Regions from separate parts of the Mus musculus genome. Here region 2 is linked to region 1. A link is a contact called in public HiChIP or PLAC-seq data. All regions are on one chromosome and are shown on one strand. Each heading gives the region's core, a stretch centred on a gene start, on an enhancer-like site or on the middle of the called end of the contact. The rest is flanking DNA. Distances are from core to core; before and after follow the strand shown. Region 1 holds the start of Cap1 (CAP, adenylate cyclase-associated protein 1 (yeast)). Region 2 holds the start of Zc3h12a (zinc finger CCCH type containing 12A).

Region 1 (6,040 bases), core at 2,439-4,938:
CTGTTGCTGTCTTCAGACACACCAGAAGAGGGCATGAGATCCCATTACAGATGGTTGTGAGACACCATGTGGTTGCTGGGAATTGAACTCAGGACCACTGAGCCATCTCTTCAGCCTGGTTTCACTTATCTTGGACCATATATTTCAGTCTTCTCTCTCCTAAACAAATATATATTTACGTATTTTAAAAAGTATGTGCATGTATGTATGTTGCTGTGTAGGTACATGCATATGAGTGCACATGTTCTTGGAGGCCAGAGGCATCAGGTCCCCCTGGAGCTGGAGTTACAGGCAATTGTGAGTCACCCGACATGGGTGCTGGGAACTGAACTTGGGTTCTTCACAAGAGCAGTACGGATTCTTAACTGTGGAACCATCTCTTTAGTGCCTGTTCTCTTTTTTAAAAATTACAGATTATTATCAAATTATTACTACTGACGTGTGCGCGCGCGCATGAGAAAGAGAGAGAGAGGGAGAGAGAGAGAGAGAGAGAGAGAGAGAGAGAGAGAGAGAGCGCCATAGTACCACGTGGAGGTCAAAGAACAACTTTGTGGAGTTGGTTCTTTCCTTCCACCTTTATGTAGGTTCCAGGGATAGAACTCAGGTCATTAGGCTTTTCAGCAAGCACCTTTACTCACTGAGCTATAGTGCCAGCCCTCTTTCTGACCTTTGATGGGTCTGTCTTGCCCACTCAAGACTATGCTCTACAGAACATTGCTAAAATGCAATCTAATAGCTCTTCCATTACAGTCTGCCCCTCCTGTGGGGGTACAGCCCAGGGGCAGAGCATCGGACCCCACTTCTCCTCTTGAGGGGTTGGTTTAGCCTCTTCGTCCAACCTATGTCAAAGCTGTCCACAGGCACTACTCACCTCATCTTGGCCAAATTCCTATTTCTACCGTTTTACCCATCCATCTCAGCCCAGGAAATGATTATTCTGAATTCAAGGCATTTGCTGGATATGCGCTAGATATGAGCCAATTGTAGATGAAGCATTGTGGTCTGGGCACAGAACAGAATCAGCTAAGGAAAAAGAAAACAACAAAAACAAAACAAACAAACAAACAAAAAAAGCCAGCAGCAAGCTACTGTTTTTTCCCGGGTGTAGAACTGGAATAAGGTAGTATAGTGTTTGGAAAGGCCAAATATATATCCTTCAATATATAGACATGTATACAGCAGGTAATGTTTTCATCCTATCTGTCACTGGAGTCATAAGTGTATGCATCTATATGCTCAGTCAAAACAAGCAGTTCCTCAGCATATTGGCTGTAAGTTATGTTTCCTATCATTGTTTTACAAGATGATTTCAAAAAGGCTGCTTCTATTTCTCATCACAACCCTATAAATTATCATCCCAGTTTTACAGGTAAGGAAATGGTCTTTAATTTGTGTATGTATTATGTATGCATGTATGTGGGCATGCATGCTATTTCAAACGTGTGGCGATCCTTCCACCTTGATGTGTATTACAGAGCTCTTCAGGTTTACGTGGCTGGCACTTTTAATCCAGGAACCATCTCACTGGCCCCCTCTCGTCCCCTCTTTCTTCTATTGCTCTTGGACGCATGGATGGATGATCTGTATACTTTGTGTCCCTACTCACAAAAGAGATTTAGGAGGGTAAAATTGGTTAGGGGGAGGGGCTGTCTGTTCTGAGCTGCATATAGACTCATATTTAACCTTTTGATTTTGTTTTGTTTTGTTTTGGCAAATTGTTGCTTTGTAGTCCAGGCTGGCCTCAGACTCAGAGTCGTCCTATCTCAATCTTCCCAGAGGTGAGATCAAAGGTGTGCATCACAACTCTCTGTTTGATGTTAAGACAGTATTTATTGGTTAAACTTTTAAATTTTAAACGTATTTTATTTATTGACCAGGCAAGTTGGCCCATACTTTTAAATCTAACACTCAGGAGGCAAAGACAGGCAGAGATGTCTGAGTTCAAAGCTAGTCTGGTCTTGGCTCTAGGGTAGCCAAGGGTATGAGAAGTTTTCTCAAGAGAAAATAAAACAAAAATTTTATTTGTTGTGTGAGAGATTGAACCCACATGGACCATGAATGACTTTTTGAAGTCTTCTCTCCTTCTGTCAGGTAGGTGTTGGGGAATCAAACTCAGGATTTGGAAGCAGATGTCTTTCTCCAGTTGAGTCATCTTTCCAGCCCAAATGTATTTGTTTGTTTGAGGCAGGGTCTCACTGTGTCTGGAACTCATTATGTAGACCAGGCTGGCCTTGAACTCACAAAATCAACCTGCCTCTGCTTCCCGGGTGCTGGAACTAAAGGTGAGCATTACCACACCTGCCCCTGAAATGAACATATTATAAACGGATGATTTTTGTGCCATAATTTGGTATGTTGTCATTTCTGTTTTAAACAAACTGGGAGTCATAAACTGGGGGAGGCCAGTAAATTGTCCAAAGCACCTTGATCAAAGTCGGGACGCTAGTAAAGGGCTCGGAGTCAGGAATGGAACAACTTACGTCTACAACCAGAGGCACCCAATGCCTCAAATGTTCCCAGATCTATCTATCACTGGGGATGATTAAATTCATTGGTTCTAAGACAGTCAAATGCGTGCTCTGTTTAAAGTTTCAACATCTACTTTGTGACCTTGGCAAGTTATTCAGCTTCCTCATTTGAAGCTCCGAGGATGTAATGGTACCTACCGCAGAGAGTTGCTATTAGGATTAAATGAAAATGGTTTGAGCGCTCAGCACAAGCCTGGCATGTAGTCAGCGCACAGTAAATGGTAGCTATTATTACATGAACTGTATTTGTTGAATGATTGACTCTGGCATATAACACCTGCATTCAACTTGAACGCGGAGTTGTCAGTCATCCAGTCGAAGGGGTAGGAACCATAGCACAGCACTCGCCAATTTTTTTTCTAGAAATAAATCTTTGTGGGAGGATAATGACCGGTTGGAAAGTGTTAAGTCCGGAGGAAACAAAGACGCGATCCCCCGTCTAAGAAGCAGGGAGGCGAAGACTGCCCTGCAGGCTGCAGTTACAGCTCTGAATCGCACACGGGCTCATTAGCAGCCAGCTGGGCATACATAGCTTGGGGCGATGAAGCCTCAAAAGCAAGATTTTTAAGGAATGGGACAAGATCTCCTTTAATTTTGCTCATTTCATTTCAGGGACCACACCCTACAGGGTGGGAGGAAGAACTCCGAAGCCTGAGGCGGAAGCTTAAGCACAGCCACGGACCTGACCATCTATGGTCACAAAACGCACAGAGCAAACAGGAAGTGGGGCGCGAGTGGAAGATTTTCTCCACCTTCCCAGCCCTAGCCTCGGAATCGAGCGAGGGCGAGCATGCCCAGACGCTCAAAGCCTACTCTATTAGCCTCCGCGACCGAGTCCATTGCTTTTCTGTACTACAGACAGGGAAACCAAGGCTTGCACGCCCAGCCAGGGGCGAAATTTGGTCCCGGTCCCCCCAACCACCAGACACTGGGTCTCAGAGCCTTCTAGCCCCACTGTTGTTCCCTGAACCTCTTCCGGACTGAGGCTAAAAACGTAACGACCTCAGTCTCCGAGCACAAATTGACAAAACAAGCAGCCACTCAGCTGTCTTCCTTTGAGGAGGTGGGGCTTGGTTAGGAACTCCAGCTCCTTATTGGTCTGGGCCTCGGGGCGTGACCAACCGTGGACACGCCCCTTCCCCGAGTTTTCCTCCCCCACCTCCCTTGGAGGCGGAGCCCTTTTCCAAACGCTCCTAAGCCAGATTCTCTCTCCGGTGGCGGGGAATGAGGGCGGAGTCACGAGCGGAGCGGCCAAACTTCTTCCTCTCCCCCGGGCTAGCGTTACAGCCAGTGGTTCATTTCCGGTGGGGGTGCCGCGCCCAGTGAGGGCCCGGAAGTGGGTCGCGCGAAGACCGCTGGGCGGTTCTTGCCGGAAGTGGAGAGCGGCTGATCGCAGTCCGGAGGTGAGGCGGAACTCTTAAGGTGAGGGTTGGTGGTTGGATAAGGATTGGGATGGTCTTTGGGGCCCACCGGGTCCTGGCCGTTAGTAAAGGCTGTGCTAGCCTACGCGCGTTTGAGGAGTCTTGCTGAAAGGCCGGGGTTTGGGCCCTTCGGCCATCCCGGGCTCCTGGGTGCGGTCTCTTGAGGTGGGGCTGGGGTACCAGATTGAACCAGGAGGTCTTGGGGAAGCCACTTTCTCCTTGATTTCGCAGCTCTGCCTATCAGCCTCCGCGGAGGCCTGATTCCTAAAGGCATCCTAACCAACTGAATGGACCCTGGGAGACCTTAGAATTTCCTCCTGACCGGGTCTTGTTCCCATTACTCGGATGGGTAACTTGATCTCGGAGAAGAAAAGAATCTGGTTTTAGAGAGAGGTTTCCAGTCCTAGATCCTTCCTTTCCTTGGAACCTCTCTAACTTTCGATCTGGGCAGCTGCAGGTTAAAGGCTATCTGGTAGTAGAACTAAAAAAAAAAAAAAAGTTAAAAATTTGGAATGCCTGTTAAATTTAAGGTAGGCTAGTAAGCCCTGCGTTTACGTTCAGTGAGCTCCCCTTACTCTTAGACTGCCACTGTTCACTCGCAATCCAAGCTAACTTTATGGGAGGTGCTGTCCACTTCTGGATCTGAAGTCAGATGATTCAGGTTGGGTCTGGCACAGTTGCCAAGTGCCTGTGGTCGTAGGATCGCTGTGTTTATTCTGTGTTGGCAACATGGAAAATGTCATCGAATACAGCTTTGAAAAGTCTAGTCATTGCCCCCATCGAGTTAGCAGTGAAAGACAGTTAAGAAATAGTTACAAATGTGGTGAGGGTGCTGTGGAAGGACGCAGCAAGGGAGTCAGAAGCGTTTTGAAAGATCAAGAGGGTGTGTGTGTGTGTGTGTGTGTGTGTGTGTGTGAGAGAGAGAGAGAGAGAGAGAGAGAGAGAGAGAGAGAATATATTAGATAGAGGTTAGTTAGTATCAGAACTGTCAGCTGTAGCTCTTTGTACTGCTTTCCCTTGAAGTGAAAATCCAGGGTTAGAACAGCACGTTCATCATCTGCCAAGCATTTATTGGACCTCAGTATGTGTGAAAACATTTTAGCTTAGGCACTTAGCCCTTCTGGCTAGGAATACACTTGTTCTCTGGTGATATGTACAGTATGGGAGGAACCGGCAAATCAAGGGTGGTTGAGTGTGTGCACTGTGTGAACACAGAGCTACTGAGAACAGGAGAAATATCTGAACCACAGTTCTAGGCAACAATGAGGGACTTAGTGTTTCAAGATTTCCTTAGGCATATAATGAGCCTAGGAAACGGATTTCTAGGCAGAACTAGATGGAAAGGCGCAGAGACCTAGGCATGAGAAAGACCCAAGTGACTAGTCAGCCGTGTTGTGGTTCCAGTATTACTTGGAGAAGTGGAGAAAATGAGAGGTTGTGGAGTCAAATAGGGAGGCCCTTGGAAGCATGCTAAAGAATTTGGATTTTAGCCTGGAAGCTATGGGGATACTTTGAAGGGTTTTCCCACTTGGCAGAGTGGGAAGGGACCAGACACTGGAGTAGACCAGTACTTAAAAAGCTGTTGCTGTGTCATGGCTTGAGCTGGAGAGGGGAAGTGGAAATGACCAAGAGGGGTTGCATTTGAGCAGTCTTGGCCATATGTGATAGTGTGTGTCTGCCATGTCAGCACCTGGAGTTTGAGGCAGGAGAATCACGAGCTGAAGCCTAGGGCAGATATCAAGGCTGGAATCCAAGGAACTGGAGGCTTGTTATTTATGGGAGTGAAGAAGTAGTTGTAGTCTGGAAATTGCTGCTGTTCTGGTCTAAGATACTGTCAGTACCATTCAGATAAGGAATATAAAAGGTTCATTGGAAAGAGATATAAAATTGTGAAGTGACAAAGAAAAAAATCTGTAGCCTTCTGGGCATTAGTGCCCCCAGGTCTAGCCAGGGCAAATTGCAAAGGTGTGGCAGAAGAGGGTTTGGTCTGTACTGCTATGAGAAATACTCAGGCCTGGAGTTCGGTAGGAGCTGGGAGCGGGGTGGGGTGTCTGGCTGGTTGTTTGGGGCTTTGAATGTCTTAGTCTGAAT
Region 2 (6,040 bases), core at 1,195-3,694, 2.2 Mb before region 1:
GCGGTGTGATAGGGACGCCCAAAAGTCCTCAAAGGCACCTTGTTTTCTGTTTTGTTTTGTTTTGTTTTGTTTTGTTTTGTTTTGTTTTGTTTTGTTTTGTTTCGAGACAGAGTTTCTCTGTGTAGCCCTGGCTGTCCTGGAACTCACTCTGTAGACCAGGCTGTCCTGGAACTCAGAAATCTGCCTGCCTCTGCCTCCCAAGTGCTGGGTTTAAAGGCATGCACCACGATGCCCGGCTGGCACCTAGTTTTCAAGTTAGACAATAGATACCTGGAAAGCCAGGCAGGGTGGCACATTCTTGTCACCACAGTATGCAGAAGGTGTGTGGGGGGGTTAAAATTCAAGGATAACCTCTGCTACATAGTGAGTCAAAGCTAGGTTGGAATCCATAAGACCCAGTCTCTAAAACCAAAACAGGGCTGGAAAAATTGCCACTTAGAACACTTGTTGCTCCTACAGAGAACCCAGGTTCAGTTCCCACATGGCAGCTCACAACAATCCATTCTCCAGTTCTGGGGGGAATCTGACCTCCCAGGGCTCCAAGCATGTACGTGGTATACAAAATTACGTGAAAGCCAGGCAGTGGTGGCTCACGCCTTTAATCCCAGAACTTGGGAGGCAGAGGCAGGTGGATTTCTGAGTTTGAGGCCAGCCTGGTCTACAGAGTGAGTTCCAGGACAGCCAGGGCTATACAGAGAAACCCTGTCTCGAAAAACAAACAAACAAACAAACAAACAAACAAACAAACAAACCTGCAAAAGATAACAGAGATGCAGCTTTAAAAATTATTGTTGGGAGCTGAAGAGAGAACTCAGTGTTTAAGATCACTGGCCACTCTTCCAGAGGATCCTGGTTTGATTTCCGACACCCATGTTGAAGCTCACAACCATCTGTAACTCCAGTTCCAGGGGTCCTAAGCCCCTTGTGGCCTCCTGGGGCACCAGGCATGCATACAAAATTCCCATGCACATCAATACGGTAATTAAAAACTAAATAAAGTCAATAAAAATTATTGTTATCTCTTTTTAGACTGAATGTATGTAGCTATGTTGGTGGTATCTTTTACTATAAAACCATTTTATTAAAACAGCCAATGTCCTTAGAAGACAACTGCATTTGCTTAGACAGGTGAGATATGACTGAAGTATTGACACACAGTAATTAATTCTTACTTTTGAGTGTTTTGGCTTCCTGAGCCTCAGTTTCCCTATATGCAAGCATGCTGGTGACATAATAGACTTTGTCTTCCTGTGTGCAGGTCCTGGGTTCCCTTTCTCCCTCTCCTGGGCACCTCTCTCTTCTCTAGCACACACACATGCATTCGTGCATGCATGCAGGCACACTGACAGCCAGGCTCCCTTCCCTCTGCCCTGAGTCACTAGTGTCCCCCAGAATGCTCATAGTGGTCCCTGGTGCTACAGAGTGGGAGCTCCTATTTTTTTTTTCCAAGACAGGGTTTCTCTGTGTAGCCCTGGCTGTCCTGGAACTCACTCTGTAGACCAGACTGGCCTTGAACTCAGAAATCCTCCTGCCTCTGCCTCCCAAGTGCTGGGATTAAAGGTGTGCGCCACCACACCCAGCTGGGACCTCCTATCTTGATCTACATGGCTGAGGCCCTTCAGCTTTTTCCTGCATTTCTCAGAGGTAAATGGAGCAAGCATGATAACTCACACCTATAACCTCAGCACACAGGATCCTGATGGATGGGGCCACTGGGCTGTTTGAGGCCGGCATGGGTTACATAGCTTGACCTTGTGTCAGAAAGAACAACAAAAGCCAAAGAAAACAGAAGGTCCCTGAGCACAAGGATCTGTCCAATATCTAAGCCCCAGGATGATAATGTACAGGGCTGTGCTCGACTGAGGGATCTTGACCTCTTGAGGATAAGGGACAAGATGAGTTTTTGCAGTCTGCTTGATAGCATTCTTCACGGACTCTCCCATGGCGATTGGTGTCAATGTCCCTCCTTTTCCTGGCATTTCCTCCACCACTATGCAACTTGTGGTGGTGGAGCCCTCCTGTCTTGGGAAGGTATTTACTTCAAGAAAAGTGTCCCTGGTCCTGAGTGTGACTCTATCGCTGAACAGGCTTCAGTTCACAACCTATGTGACTGAACTGGAGTGGCCGGATCTCTGCCGGCTGTGGCCTCAACTTGTGCAACTAGAAACCTGGACCAAGCCGGTGGACGTGTCAAGTTGTTGAAGTGAACCTGCGAGGCCGTTCTATTCCGGTTTTGCATGGTGCACGGAACCTGCTTCTGCAGAGCCGGCGTTAAGCAGTCGGGTGGTACAAGCCTGGAGCCGCCCAGACTTCGTGTGGCCAGGGGCGTGGCTAGAGATGCTGGGGCGGGACTTGTTCAGAAACGGGGCGGAGCCGGCTCCGACCTACCGTGGGGCGGGGCAGGAGGGAGGCGGAGCAGGAAGGGGCGGCGGCCCTGCCCGGCTTCCGCGTCATTGCCCTTAAAGCACCTGCCCGCCTGTCGCGGCTACGAAGGTGCCGTCAGAGCCCGAGACTCGGCTCCATGGACACCTTACAGACGACGTCCGGCGCTCAGCGGGGTGAGTGCTACCGGGTGGAACGGGTGCTGCGCTGCGTTGGGTCTGACTCCGGGAGGGTCGCGCGCGGGCAGTGTCTCCATCGCTGGGACCCCGCTGAGTTCACCCTGGTGCGTGGAACGGGGTGTCTTGGGGCACCCGGCGTTCTCCGGGCTCTAGCCAGGACCTCCTCGCGTCACCGGGCCCGGTAGCCAACCAGAGTCGCCCAGCAACTTTTCTCTCCGTGGGTCACCCCGGAAACTTGTCCTTCCCAGAATAGAACTCTGTCCCTGAGCCGAAGTATGAGACTCGGAGACGAAGGCGGTGGCCACAATGGGGAAGCCCCTGGGTCCCCTGCGCACTTCCAGCCCCAGTTTCCTTCTGAGAGCCCCGCCCCTGCCTCTTGGGTCCCTTGGGTTGGCATGGAACAGAACGGGGTTTGGGGGTGGAGTCAGACCAAGTTCAAATGTTTGTATCACAAACTTTGAGTTGATGATCTTGAGTAAACGCTTACTGCCTGTGCCTCGGTCTCCCTCTTGTAAAAATAACTAATGCTGAGAGCTCTTTGAGAGCACAGCGTGGGCTGACACGTGAGAATGGCTTTGAATAGCGTCTTCTCAGTTCGTGTTGCCCCATTCTGTGGAAGAGAGTCTGAAAGAGACCTATATTGGGCATTGCTTGCCCTTAACCCTGTGGTCTGGTCAATAGGAGCTGTGATGGACACATTCCAAGAATGTGAAATATGAGTGACCCTTGTGGAACGAAGCCTGTCCAAGAATCCAACCCCACCATGAGTCTGTGGAGTCTTGAGGACAGACACAGCAGCCAGGGTCGACCTCAGCCAGACCAGGATCCTGTGGCTAAAGAGGCCCCTACTTCCGAGCTGCAGATGAAGGTGGACTTTTTCCGTAAACTGGGGTACTCGTCCTCTGAGATCCACAGTGTCCTGCAGAAGCTGGGAGTCCAAGCAGACACCAACACGGTGCTAGGGGAATTGGTGAAGCATGGCTCAGCTACTGAACGAGAATGCCAGGCCCTGACGGCCCCCAGCCCCCAGCCCCCTCTGGTGCCCCGGGGTGGAAGCACCCCCAAGCCTTCCACTCTAGAACCCTCACTCCCAGAGGAGGACAGAGAGGGCAGCGACCTGAGACCTGTGGTCATCGACGGAAGCAATGTGGCCATGAGGTATGTGTGGAGACCTGTGGAATAGTGTCTGTAGCTCTTCCTTTGGGAAGGGGGCTTGGCTTTTCTCTTGGACTGGTGAAGGAACACAAAAGCTGTCTGTGAGATCCCACCATGTGCCAGAAGGAACCCCTTAAGCCTTAAAGACTTCCTCAGGGCTGTTTCTCCAATGCTATAAGAAGGAAAACAGCTCAAATCCTTGCCAAGAGTCACACTTCTTGATAAATGAGAAGCAAAGATTCAAACCCAGCCTTCTTTGCCTGGAGTGTACCTTGTGCCATGGTCTATCCTTGCCTACGGCATGAGGCAGGACAGTATAAGGGATTAACCCGTGGGCCAGTCACTTAGCCAGTTGGGCTTTTTCTTCTCCTGTCAAACTTTCCACTCAGGTGGCCCCTGTGGGGAGAAAATTCATAGAACGTGGAGAGTTACAAGTACTCAGTGGAGCCGGGCGTGGTGGCACACACCTTTAATCCCAGCACTTGGGAGGCAGAACAGGCAGATTTCTGAGTTCAAGGCCAGCCTGGTCTACAGAGTGAGTTCCAGGATAGCCAGGTTCTATACAGAGAAACCCTGTCTCAAAAAAGAAGAAGTACTCAGTGGACAGATGTTATTCCATGACTTGAGTCTTCTGGGATCTCCTTGTCCCCGACTCGAGCTCCCACTGAAGCAAGGCTCATTAGTTATTCAGAGCTTCCTAGCCCTAACCAGCTGTGACCTTTTGGTCAGATCTGGCATCTTCAGATGCGTGTGTACGGGTAGCCTGATGCTCTGGGCTCAGGTGTGCTGTAATGAGAATCTATACTCCCTGAAGCCGCTCAGGCTGGCCTGACCTCTGGGGGTTCCCAGATCTCCTGCCGCCTTTGCATATCTCTCAAGGAATGGGGTGGGGTGGAGGCAGAATGGGAGCCAGGCTGCCTCTGACCTTAAGGAGCCCTGATTTCTCCCTTCTATCCAGGCCGCACCCTCCAGCTCTGCTTTCTCCCAGCTCCCTGCACAGCGGGCTGGTGAGTCAGGACTGGGTGGATAAAGTACAAGGAAAAGATCCTGTTGGCAGGGACCAGGGGAGACCCCAGCAAAAGAACAGGAAGAGGAGAAGTCTCCTTTCTAGATCCCCTGAGGGCTCTCCCAAGAGGACTGCCCAACTTGTTATGATGTCAGCTTCTTCGCCACCTGGCTCCTGGTCCTACCTACTCCCAGCCCAGCTGGGTCAAGTGAGCTGTCCAGCTGGTCCTGGCCCTACTTAGCTGGTTCATGGAGGCAGCCCTTCTCTACCACCTTTGGGTCTGTTGTCACATCTTTAAAATGGGCCGATCCTGGGCTGGAAGGCTGAGAAATGCTGGCTTCTCTGCCAGAGGGCAGAAGGGTCAACTGGTTACCTTCCGAGTCTCGAGTTCTCTCTGAGGTCCTGAATTAGGAGGGGGGTCTGACTTCCCCTGAGAGTCCTAGGCTGGGTGTTAGGAGTCTTGTGGGCAGCCATGTGCTCTGGGTATTTGTTTCTGGGCAGGAGGAGGAGGGGCCTGGGTGGGAGGAGGGGCAGTAGTGGAGGGGTTCAAGAGAGCTGATACCAAAGAGACAGACAGCCACTGTCTGCCCTCTTGCCTGCCTGCCTATCTGCTGGGGGTTTCTGAGCTAGGGTGGCCACGGAAGGGGAATTCCAGCCTCACACTTCCTGTCTCAGCAGCTGCTTGGTTCCTACCCTGCTGCTACACACACACACACACACACACACACACACAGACACACACAAGGGCAGGCCGGCTAACCCCCACCATATGCAAATCGTGGGGAAATTCACCTCTGTTTCCTTCTAAGGGAATTTTCCTCCACAGGAGTTAGGCCCAGCCCAGGTTGTTCTCTCCACCTGGGGAGGCTAGCCCTGCCTTGTCCTTGGGCAGGAATGGGAGCTTTCCAGAGTCACGGCCCTGTCAGGGTGGGGGGCCCTGAACTGTGGACCAGCAGGACTCTGTGGGTGGGAGGAAGTTGGTTTTCCTAGGCCAACCAGGCTTCCTGCATTGCAGTGAGCTGAATGAGCTGTCCAGGCGGTCTGGGCCTCAGGCCTCAAGGGCTCTCCCTGCCAAGAATAGGGCTCTGACTACCTGCTGAGGGAACTGTCCCAGTGCCAGCACTGCTGAGGGCAGACGTGTCCCCAACCTGGGTTTTAAATGCCCACAGGCGGTATACAGCCTAAGCACCCTGGCGTCTTGAGATCCTCCAACTTGTCTTTGCTGGTCCAGGGAGGGCTCGTGAGTCCACATGTGGACACTGCACGCTCAGGACAGCGAGCCATGGGGCAGATGCTTACCTCACACCTGAGCGAGGCA

The links. HiChIP or PLAC-seq counts read pairs in DNA pulled down with a chosen protein or histone mark.
Region 2: an H3K27ac HiChIP or PLAC-seq map of bone marrow-derived dendritic cells shows a contact between it and region 1, with 10 times the contacts expected there. The contact joins the promoter of Zc3h12a here to the promoter of Cap1 in region 1. A contact is called at or near these places in 2 of 115 datasets of contacts at active chromatin or transcription factors (bone marrow-derived dendritic cells and memory CD8 T cells) and 2 of 9 other capture datasets (adipose tissue and liver).

The regions. Positions count from the first base shown.
Region 1 is chr4:122,883,724-122,889,763 of GRCm38.p6, reverse strand. It overlaps Cap1 (CAP, adenylate cyclase-associated protein 1 (yeast)), which reads left to right and starts at 3,688. Exons shown (of 13, transcript NM_001358035.1): 1 at 3,688-3,950.
Region 2 is chr4:125,124,285-125,130,324 of GRCm38.p6, reverse strand. Zc3h12a (zinc finger CCCH type containing 12A) reads left to right here and starts at 2,444. Exons shown (of 6, transcript NM_153159.2): 1 at 2,444-2,558; 2 at 3,243-3,719. The coding sequence starts at 3,277.